Regions from separate parts of the Hordeum vulgare genome. Here regions 1 and 2 are each linked to region 3. A link is a contact called in public Hi-C data. All regions are on one chromosome and are shown on one strand. Each heading gives the region's core, a stretch centred on a gene start, on an enhancer-like site or on the middle of the called end of the contact. The rest is flanking DNA. Distances are from core to core; before and after follow the strand shown. Region 1 holds the start of LOC123443414 (zinc finger CCCH domain-containing protein 6-like). Region 2 holds the start of LOC123443415 (probable serine/threonine-protein kinase PBL7). Region 3 holds the start of LOC123443412 (zinc finger CCCH domain-containing protein 5-like).

What was found. Hi-C and Micro-C count contacts between places; a contact is called where the count stands out from the background.
Region 1: a contact with region 3 is called in a Hi-C map of seedling, with 2.4 times the contacts expected there. The contact joins the promoter of LOC123443414 here to the promoter of LOC123443412 in region 3. A contact is called at or near these places in 2 of 6 Hi-C or Micro-C datasets (leaf and seedling).
Region 2: a contact with region 3 is called in a Hi-C map of seedling, with 4 times the contacts expected there. The contact joins the promoter of LOC123443415 here to the promoter of LOC123443412 in region 3. A contact is called at or near these places in 2 of 6 Hi-C or Micro-C datasets (leaf and seedling).

The regions. Positions count from the first base shown.
Region 1 is chr3H:177,293,116-177,296,893 of MorexV3_pseudomolecules_assembly, forward strand. LOC123443414 (zinc finger CCCH domain-containing protein 6-like) reads right to left here and starts at 1,540. Exons shown (of 9, transcript XM_045119767.1): 1 at 1,260-1,540; 2 at 948-1,117. The coding sequence starts at 1,347.
Region 2 is chr3H:177,546,668-177,550,473 of MorexV3_pseudomolecules_assembly, forward strand. LOC123443415 (probable serine/threonine-protein kinase PBL7) reads left to right here and starts at 1,947. Exons shown (of 5, transcript XM_045119768.1): 1 at 1,947-2,385; 2 at 2,789-2,982; 3 at 3,135-3,324. The coding sequence starts at 2,277.
Region 3 is chr3H:176,623,035-176,626,749 of MorexV3_pseudomolecules_assembly, forward strand. LOC123443412 (zinc finger CCCH domain-containing protein 5-like) reads right to left here and starts at 1,943. Exons shown (of 7, transcript XM_045119764.1): 1 at 1,577-1,943; 2 at 1,227-1,387; 3 at 592-660; 4 at 286-402; 5 at 1-199. The coding sequence starts at 1,664.

The DNA of each region.
Region 1 (3,778 bases), core at 290-2,789, 670 kb after region 3:
GGCCCATAGCAGAAAAGAGATATCCTTAACGGAAACATGGAAAGTATTGAAGCCATGATAAATCATTTATGAAAACCATTCCATGATGGAAGCAGCTTTACTAATGTCAAATTACCAACTTTAACTGCTAATGGTAAGCAGTACGCGAAGTATCTTTGGCAAATTAAGCAAGTCAAATAGCATTTAATCCACCAAAACAAGGGTCAAATGGAAGGTACTACCAACTGTGAGATGGATTTATATATACAGATACAGCAAAAAGCATATGAACCATCTAGAACAAAACTGTTGAGGACAGCTCTGAACCTCTGTGATTGATGTTTATACATGTATTTCGTTTTTCCATGCATTTGACATAGAAATCTAAGCACACGCGACTGCCAAGAGGGGGGTGGGGGGTATAGCCTTTTATGTTATCATGGTCAACATGGCATTGGCATGATATAAGATGGATTAAATGGAGAATGGGGAAGTGGGAGAAATGTATGTAGTGACACCTAGTAAGCTTAGTAGCCCATAAAAGCCAAACTAGTAAGTATAAAGCTGCTAATGCAGTGAAACGATTGGCATAGCGGGAGTGGAGAAGAGAAACACTCTGCAGAGCATCCATGACTTTGTGCTTCCAAAAGGATATCCAGTAGGCGGTCTAGGTTCAGGTACCCCCACCATGAAGACTATCATGCTGCCGCCTCGTCAGTGCTAGGAAGACACCACCGAGAGTTGCACGAGCGGCAGATGCAATTCAGCTAGAGATGAGCTACATTACCCGAATCACTGGAAATTTTGTGTGATCTGATTTGCTTGCAGTGTCGCTACATCGATCACATGGCAAATACTTATACGTAACGTAAAGCTGCCTCCAACGCAAACGCGCGCATACACATGGGCTCACCCAATCGCGCGGAGCGAGATCAGGATAGCGCGCAAAAGGGAAGCGGCTTTGTCACCTCAGTGCCGCCGCGATCGCGGGGATGGTTGTAGCGGCAGCGGTCCCCGAAGCCGCAGGCGCCCGTGCGGAGGTAGTAGATGCAGTCCGCCTGGTCTGGCCGCTCCGGCAGGCGCGCCCCGTCCCCCTCCCCGCCGCCGTCGCCGGCCAGCCCCATCCTCCACATCGACCCTGCAAGCCACGCATTCGTCCAGTTACGCCAATCCACGTAGATCCGCCCGCCGTACGGACGCGGAGATCCGAGCAAAATAATTACACACACACACACACAGAGAGAGAGAGAGAGAAGAGGAAGAAGAAAAAGGCGTGCTACCTTCGAGGCCGGTGTCGGGGTCCGCGCCACGGCCGGCCTCCCCTTCTCCTCCTCCTCCTCCGGCTGCAGCTGCGGGGTGAGGCTCCATGGGTGTCGGGACCAGGAGGCGCGCGGCAATCGGGTAGGGAATCGGGCAGGAGCGATCGGAGTGGGAGTAGGAGGAGGGCGAGGAGATCGGGCGGGTTTTGTTTCTTCTCTCTCTCTCTCTCTCTCTCTCTCTCTCTCTGGTTTCCTTTCCACCACTATGGTGTGGCTACTGCTCTCTCTCTCTCTCTCTCTGTCCTTTTTCTTCTTCTTTTTCGCTGGTTTTCCCACCACTGTCGCGTGCACCTGTCCGGTTTTTACACAGAGGCACGGGGGGCGGGGTAGGTTGGTGTTTGTTTCTCTCGCGATTTTTAAAAACAATATTCACTATAAGTATATATATTGGCTTCTTGACTGGGACCACGCGTGGTCGATCTAGGGGGAGGATTGATGGAGATTTCTCCGTTTGCATAAATGAAGGGCGGTAACGGTTGGAGTTAAGCTCGCTATTATGGCACTCGCCCGAGTTATGTTGAGCCATGCTCCTGGTTTTATTGTCACTGGCGGTGTGTATTTCGTACACTACTCTCGTGCCTGCATTATTCTCGTGTCCTAGTACATGCCTTGTTTGGTTGTAATTTCCTCAGTCTTTTTTCATGTCACATTTGCTATTTTGGAAAGCAAAAAAGATTTACCATGACATACTTTAAGAAAAACTACGGTATCTCCATCTAAACGCCGTTAAACGTGTGAACCGCATCGTCTACACACTTTATACCCTCCAACACTGCCAATCACACGCCCATGACATTACTAGCAAAAACCCTAGTGATAGCGTGGGTAAAAGACATACCGGTAGCACGGGGTCCCGCGCTACTGCTAGCTCGTTACATCTAATTTTTAGCAGTAACGCGGGTCAACCTAACCCACGCTACTGGTATTTGTAAATAGTAATAGCGTGATTTATGGAACCGTGGTACTACTAATAGTTGCAACGCGTCTATTTAAAGAGCGCTATTGATAAGAGCTCGCTCCTGCTAAAACATTACCCGTGTTATTGTTATTAGTTTTTGAATTATTATTTTTCTACTTCCCATTTTCTTTGTTGAACAGGTTTTATACAATAGTCTTATAAAATCTAATCATACATATACAGATCTAATCATATCATACACATACAAATAGTCTCATAAAATCAATGCCGTCATCATAATTATCATCCAACACAAATGATGTCTCCCGCCATCATCTCAAAATTGCGATACAAGTTATGGCATGTCTCGAATACTTGCAACTACATCGTCATCTATCTAAACAATGATGTAAAAGAGAAGAGCTATCACTATGAGTGAAAGCGGAACTATGGAGTACATGAGGCAGCGATTCTCATTCCTCTCTCGTGCTAGCTTCCACCTCAAGTAACTAGCTTCTGCTTCTTGTCTGCTATTAAACCCTTTATGGCTGGCACCTGAGAACCCATCCACTTGAGCCTAACACTCGGGCCACTCGTCGTACACTCCCGGAACCTTCCTTATGTACACGACATAGCACTTCTTCGCCATCAAGGATCTATGTACTTGTTAGAGATGCATCTACATCAAGGGAATCGACAAAATATGCAACATAATATAACTGAGCAACACAAAAAAGAAAGGGTGTTAGCAAATAGATGCAACATATAGTAAACATAATCAATCAACGCAGGTTCATTGTACCCAAACTAATTAACTAGCCGTACGCAGGTCATCATGTACCCAGACTAACAAACTATATAGCGTTACGCAAGTTTGGCAGGGGACCGTAGACATCACAAAGTTTCATCGCTATATAAAGTACGAGTTCAACCGACACATCATCATTATCGGCATCGACAATCATTACTAGAAGTTCCATCCATCCAGATCGTCGGGGATGCATCCTAGCTTCTTGAACGACCTCTGGTCCTAACGTTGTATGCCTATGCGAGTTCGAATGCCGGCTCGCGATATAGGGCCGTTGTGGAACAACCCCTTCTCTTTGACAACTTCTTTCATGATGATCGTTGCAATGTCCCTCTCGATGCGAAAGAAGTCATCTCTGAGTTTATAATCCGGTTCTTCTCCTAAGGATTTTGCCCATTTCCAGATATGATCATCGTTTTTGGTTTTCATGCAAAGTTATTGGTGATCCCTTCTGAACTCCATCATGAGATGGATGAGTTAGAATCCATCGTTCCTGCTTGATGTCGGTTGATGCATGCAACAGAAGGTAGTTTTATGCGAGAAACCCGTCCTGCTCTTCCTTTATTTCCTAATCTTGAGATGGCGAACTCTTAGGCTGGAGTCGTGAAGAGCATAATCCAGAATATCCATTATGGGGTGTAGTCCTTCTTCTCGTAGTTTCTGGACGCGCCGAAATACATTGCATGGGAGACTCAACGATAAGGATAGCACGCCCATTGTTGCAGGAAAAAGAAAACGCCTCAAATTATTGTCCATATGAGTGAGAAGCAATGA
Region 2 (3,806 bases), core at 697-3,196, 920 kb after region 3:
GTTATGATGCAATTATCTCCTATTCTGTATGGAAGGTTGATATTTATCTTAATGTGTTCTAAATGGCTTGGGTAGGCAAAGATGTTGTCCTACAGAACATCTAGAAAGAACACACCTATATGAGTTAGACTGTTAAACGTCGCAGTATGTGAGAGTTGGGTGCTCTTTAATAAACTCATGAAGAGGCCCCGGAGTATGACGTATATGCTCCTACCCGCGGGAAAGTTTTGTATAGCGGTCTAGTATCAGCCAAGGCTCTAACGTGAAACTTGTTTGCACAAAACTTGCACTTCAAGGCATAGTCCACTGTTCAAGTTGTGAACAAGTGTGGCGTGGAGTTCTAGGTGGCAGTTCAACTTAACAGTCTCCAATGAAGCATCGGTATATAAACAACGTTTTTTGGAAACATAGGAAAACTTGATGTGCCTTTGGGATCTGGTGGGGCATAGTTAGAATTATTGGTATTTAGACCATCCCTTATATTCAATAATTTCTTGGAAAACCCTATAGGCCCATGTGGCATGTTCATGAATGACAAGAAGCTGAGATTTTTGCGTTAGTGAAAAATGAAGTCAAATGGTTGTGAATGTTGTCATTCATCTCCCCATTGATGGCATGAATATTTTGGTTTCAGTTTCATTTCTCCATTAGCACAATAGATTCTTCATTCCGTGCGTGCTAGCATATTTCTGTCATGCAAGAATGAAACGATTGGCCTACTAATGAAAGATAAACTAATCACTTAATAGGATTTTTAGTGCATCTGTTTCTTCTCTCCTTAATGAGAATTAGTGCCTTCATTTTCAGTTTCATCTCGGCATGCCTATAAGAGGTTGCTCCTCTTCCCAATGAGACGTACAACACATCGCCTCGTTCCAGAACATTGTGTCGCTTCTCTTTTTTCCCATCTCGCTTCTCAGCGTGCACCGGGGAGTGAGACAAAGGCCTCTGAAACTTCCGCTCTTGTGATCCGGTACAGGACAGGTGTGATCAGGTTTTTGGGGAGCGCTTCAGCGGGACTGCTGGATACTTGTTCATCGTGACTGGGGTCGACGACGAGTTCCCTAACAACGACTTCCTCCCCGATGTCAACATCCTCTTAGACGACATGACGAATGGCGCATCTGCTTCCACTTTCGTTGTTCCGTATGCCACTCTATCATTTCTGTTAGGGTTACTGTTTGAGTACTAATAGTAGTAATCGATATAAATATGACGTCTTTTTCTTATGATTTCGACTCCATGACTAGTTTCAACAATTTATTGTTCGTTTGAATTATTTTCACTATTATGTTTTTCCTATTGATTTCTTGGACTAAATTCAACCAGAAAATGCCTAATTTTCAACCGATATTAAGTACTTCCCCGTCGCGCTTTAGAAGGCATAGTTAAATTTACATGTATTTTTACAATAGATAAGGTTTAGGACGTATTGCATTTACTCCTAGGAGCTAATTAGTACTTCGTTGTATTATTTTTATATGCATGTGTAGTGTGAATGCTATTTTTTAACCCATGTCACAGCCAATCAATAATCACCTCGGTTTTAGAAAATTTCCAAACACACTTTCTAAACCGTGACAGAGTTGGTAATAATGACGGTCAAGCATGTGAATCTCCACAGCTGATAAGTCCTGGTGTGTAAAAAAAGTAAGAACTCCAAGACCAGCTCACGTGCACGATCAACATTACATGCTCGCATATTAGTATCATTCAACATTAGTATAACAGGAAAATAACACATGTTTTGAATCTTTTTGACGAGAAGAGCAAGTTGGGCATTGGGGCGAGCAGATTCATGCACTGGGACATCTTTGACACATAGTGGTGGGGCAGAAGAGAAATAGACAGTCCCCGTAGGGGCACGAATGCAACTTGCGTCCAAATCAAATCCTTTGACTGATGACTAATTAACCAGGGAATTAGCTGCTTCCCGGGCCCGGCATCCCCATCGCACAGCGTCACTCACTCACTGCTCCGTTTTTGCGCCTTCAATTTTATACTTATTCGTTTCGTTTGTGGGAGGAGACTTTTGCCCCCTTCATCCGTTTATCCATTCTCTCGCTTTCTTCCTTTTTTTTTCCTCCTTTGTCCGACCTTAAACAATTGATCAGTCCCCTCCGAGAAAGAAACAATTGACTAATTTTCCTGGCTGCCGAGGAATCCTTGCTATCCCGGTGACCTAAAGTCTCCTCCGCGGTGGCTAGGGGTTGGGGATTTCTCGGATTTTCTTGATTCCAGCCCTCTTGTTGGGGCTGTCGAGGCCGGATTATGAGATGGGCTTCTTGTCGTGCCTGTTCCGGTGCCCTGAGGAGGAGGAGGTGGTGGTGAAGGAGCACGACGACAACGAGGACTCCAGCGGAATCGACCATGGAGTCGCCTCAGGTGATGATGCGTCCTGCCCTATTAATCCCCTCTGTTCTTTACCTACCATAATCAGGCGAGAAATGTTTTTGTGTTGGTTCATCAGTATCTTCATCTCGCGGAAAGAAGTAATAATCGAGTCTCTTCAGCTCCTGATCCCAATAAATTCTCTGTTGGGGATGGTTCCGAGCTGGAGGGTAATTTTTTTTTAATGATGTGTTATAGTCTTATGGTCAACCATCAGAAATTTCCAGTGGCGAGTCCACCTTTACTTTCTTGTGGTATTGCAATTCTTCTAGCAGTTACAAGTTTTGTTTGTGAGTAGCTGCAGAGCTTTATCAAGGAAACAGAAAATGAAACACGATTAGTAAAGTGGAAGCCAAAATTATGAACACTAGTAGATCATTAACAGTTGATTTTTCAGAGTCATCAGAAAGTGTCCCACTGAGGGCTGAATCCACGCATATTGAAGGAATCCAGAGAAATGGCACAAATAATGAAGCAACGATCTTCACTCTGCGTGAGCTTGTTGATGCTACCAAAAACTTCAGCCAGGATTCTCAGTTGGGTCGAGGAGGATTTGGTTGTGTGTATAAAGCATATTTGAATGATGGTCAGGTTTGTATTTGCTAATTATAAACTATACTTCTCACCTACGGTAATATAATTCTCATTGAATATCACTTATGGGAGATGTGGAAACTATAATAATCTTGCCCATATTTTCCGTATTGTATGATAATATTGTTTCAGCATTTGCTGCATGGCAGGTTGTTGCAGTCAAACAACTTGATCTAAATGGGCTTCAGGGGAACCGAGAATTCCTTGTGGAGGTTCTCATGCTCAACCTCTTGCATCACCCTAACCTTGTCAATTTGATAGGCTACTGTGTTGACGGTGATCAACGCTTACTCGTTTATGAATATATGCCATTGGGATCACTAGAAGACCATCTGCACGGTTAGTTTATGTTGGAAAATGGGTGAACTTATACTAGTATCAGGATACAATCATCAGAATTCAGAAATCATTTGTTAATTTATAGTAATGAGAGCATATATGTAGATTGTAGGATCTTTATTTTTCAATATCAGCACATTATAGTTCGTAATACTTAGCATATCTGGGTACTTGGACATGGTGAAAAGTTGTTCTAACTTGTGAGAAATGCTACAAGTTTAACTATCAGTTCTTGTCGGTTGATTTAATGAAGTATTTCTTTCTTATGTTCTTTGTTCATGGGGATATTTTTGGCATCATCTTCTTTGTTCAGTAGGTCCTAGTTAAATGTGATCTAGGTTATTCCTGATTCCATTGCTTGCTATATTTGATCAAAAGCTTAAGCTAGAATGGGATGCTCTGATGACCTATCAAATAATGAACCTAGCTATCTAATAATCCAGTGATGGGATTATCCTAAACAGAATCCATCGAGGGGATAA
Region 3 (3,715 bases), core at 693-3,192:
CAGAAGGCCTCCCCAATTGCCAACTGGCTAGAGGTGGATATGGAAGAGGGGAAGAGACAGGCAATTGTTGCACTGGTGGATACATGTTTGGTGGCTCTGAAACAACACCAAGTTCTGGCCCTTCAGGGTGATGAAATTTACATGTTGATCCAAATTTGCAATGGCCAGTTTTGATATAGTAGGAACACTCTTTCTCACCCTGCATAACGAAAATAATCTTCATTAGATATTGGACAAAGAAGTGCCAAGAGTACATCAAAATTTGGATTGAACAAATAGTCCCACCAGACGCAGAGGGTAACCAGAGGAATTTAAGACAACTGGTTGTACGGAACCGCCTTCTCTGGGATGATTATACTTGCAATTAGAGCCAAACTTACAAGTCCCATTCTTCATGTAGTACTGCAAAAGAAAATGTGAAAATTCGAAACTGTAAACTATCCACCAAATATAAAAAACTCGTGTATGATGACTGAAATATCATGTACCAGCTTCTAAAGGAAAGACCTTAGACCTTCTATTTCACATAATTTCCTGTCACTGTATGAGCGAGTTTCCGACTCTTGGCAAGATGAGGACTAGTTTCATTACCTCACACGGTGGCTGACCTGGGCGTTCTGGATACTCCACTGTGCGTGTGGTCCTTATGCCTCCATCAAACTAAAAAACAGAGCACAAAACATGTTTAGACCTTCAATTCAATCTCCTTGACCCAATGTAGCGTCAGGAATTCATAGCTACTATACTCTGCGTAAAGTTCTCACTTGTACAACAACTCACTAGAAACATGTGAACACGTCTATCTACTTGAGCTGTCAGGTAAAAAAAATCCTAATAGAAATATGACCATATGACTGATCAGGCCTACAACATAAGCAAGTGGCAGCGTAAGCAGAAAGTGGAGCTTTGAATTATAAAACATCGACAAAGACAACAAGCCTTATTATAGAATGAGTCAATCACATAATCAACGACAGCAACCGACGACTGCACAATCAAGTTTCACTTCCATGACAGGCTCCTAAGCCATAACTAGAATCAATTCAATTCAATCACAGCTAGAGGCTTGAGCTGGAAGCTCCCATCCGCACCAACCAGCTGTAATTGAACCTGTCGGTCATTATCAGGGACTGGCAAGTCGTAAGTAGCAAGTCCCAACTAGACTGAAGTGAAGCAGAGCATGATGGGGGGAATAAAATTGGGAGAAGGGAAGCGGTCCGGCTCACCGCGGCGGCGCGATCACGAGGGTGGTTGTAGCGGCAGGTCTCCCCGTAGCCGCAGGCCCCCGTGCGGAGGTAGTAGACGCAGTTGGCCTCGCCCGGGCGCTCCGGCAGCCCCTCCCCGGCGGCCTCCTCTCCGCCGGCCAGCCCCAGCCTCCACATGGACTCTGCGAGAACACAAAAGGCCGCGGCACGCAGCGACATTCGCACGCATCAAGCAGCATCGAAGATCCAAAACCCTAGCAAGCAAACGACACACAAACCCCCTCCTTTTTTCCCAAAACGCACGCGCAGAAACAGCCGGCCCAAAATTGCGCGCGCGGAGCGCAACATCGGGGTCGGAATTGAGCGCGTACCTTCCAGGCCGGTGGCAGCGTCGGCGCGGCCGCCCTCGGCGCCGCCCCCGCCGCCGTCCTTGGGGGACGCGGCGTACGACTCCATCATCGAGCAGCTCCCCGAATGCTCCTCCCGCCGCGGCGATCGGGCGGGGATCGGGCCGGACCGTGCTCGCCCGGCAGCCGCGCGAGCAAGGGGATGTTGGAGCCGGGGCGAAAGCGGAGCAAAATCTCCCTCGCTCTTGGGCGTTGCTTCCTCCGGACTCCTCTTCTCCCTCCCTTGCAGTCGCAGCCCCGGCTCGTCCCGTACTACGCTCGCGTCGTGTGGCCTTTTCTGCGTGAGTGGGACTCACTCCCCCTCTCTCTCTCGCTCTCTCGCTTGAGGGGGGTGTCGTGGCTCAGACAGCGCGTGGTGACGTCGCGTAGGCGCCAAGAAGCACCCCCGCGGCGGGGGTGGCTGGTGAGACGGGGGGAAGGCGGGGGCGGAAACGCAAAAGGTAAAAGTGGTGGGGGGGAGTGGGCAGCAAGCCGCGGGCCGCATTGAATGCGCGGTCGTCCTGACGGTCGGTCACTCCTCCCTGCCCGCTGCTGCTGCCTGCTGCTGCCACGGCCCTGGCTGGCCCGGGGTGGACGGACCCCACCGCGGCGGCACCGTCATGTGCCCACGCGCTCCCGACTCCACTCCCAGCTTAGGATGCTCGGTCGACATCTTTTTTATTTCTTTGTTTGTTTTTTCGGCTAGGACCAACAACGTGTGCAACAATCTTTGTCCACCGTTTATTCGGTGCATCGATAGTCTGGTGACCTGGTAGGTGGCGGTCCGCCGGATGCACTCCCCTTCCATCTTAAAAACGTTTATCTTTCCTGCATGTTTTTTATACTTTCAAAACAGTTTTTTTTTTGCGGGGTCAAAACAGTTGATATGATCTCTCTTTCCTATGCGTTGGGTCTTCTTTTCTCTTTCCATCCAACATTTAAACTATAGTCACTTTGCATTGTAAAACTTACTTGATGGGTTGGGCGCGCTTTGCTTGATTCTTTTCATACATTTTTGACTCATTGTTAAAAATATAAGGTGTGTTACTTTTTTAGAAGTTAAACCCCTTTAAGTTTAACCAAATTTATAGATGAATATATCAAACCGGTATCATTAGATTCATCATGAAATGAATGTTTTATATGTTTTATACTCCCTCTATAAACTAATATAAGAGTGTTTGGATAATTAAAATAGTGATCTAAATGTTCTTATATTAATTCATGGAGGGAGTGTTTTATTTATTTAGTATTGTGCATGTCATGTTTTTTGCTTTGAATTTAGGCGAAGTTAAAGAAATTTGACTTTTGAAAACCTAATGCCCATTATATTTTGGAATTGAGTGATTATTTGGTTTGGACTTTGGACACATGATGGAGTGTGTTTATTTTTATTTATATAACACGGTATCTTGGTGGGCCTTTCGTGGTGTGATTATGTGTTCTTTGGTAACCAATCCATACTATCCGAGAAAATTTTCCGTGTCGGTGTCCATATGTGCTATATTGATGCTACATTATCACATATTGACATTTTTTCCTAGCTGGTGAGAGAGTTCGCGGGATTGATTGTTTTTATAGGCTAGTTGTTGCCAATTGATTTGAACAATAATTGACCTGCTCAAAAGCATGAACCAAATTCAAAATTGAATACCTTAATCGAATAGAGAGCTCAAAAACTAGACAGTGTAGTGAACTAAAAGAGTTGAATGAGAGTGCTTCTTGAGAAAAAAAGGGTATTATTGACTCGGTCAAATAGATTCCAACTGACCTCAATTGACCATGAGGCCTTAAAATTTAGGAAGCATAACGTATCAATAGATTTCGATTCTCTCTCTCTCTCTCTCTCTCTCTCTCCTCCTCCACTGGATCGTCTAACTAGAGAAGCGGGAGAGGGACTCGGATCAACCACATCCTTTGCCAATCCACCCTTAGTTGCGCCTTATATGGCTAGAACTAGGGGCCATCGTCGGATTGGAGGTTCCGGTCATTGCTTGCGGCCATCCTTGGTTTCTCTGTCAATGTCTTCCTCGATCACAACCATGCCTGGATATGCTTCAGTCTTCCTGGTATAAATAACCTCCCTTTCTTTCATCCCCAATCCTAAGAATTTTATCCCCTTTT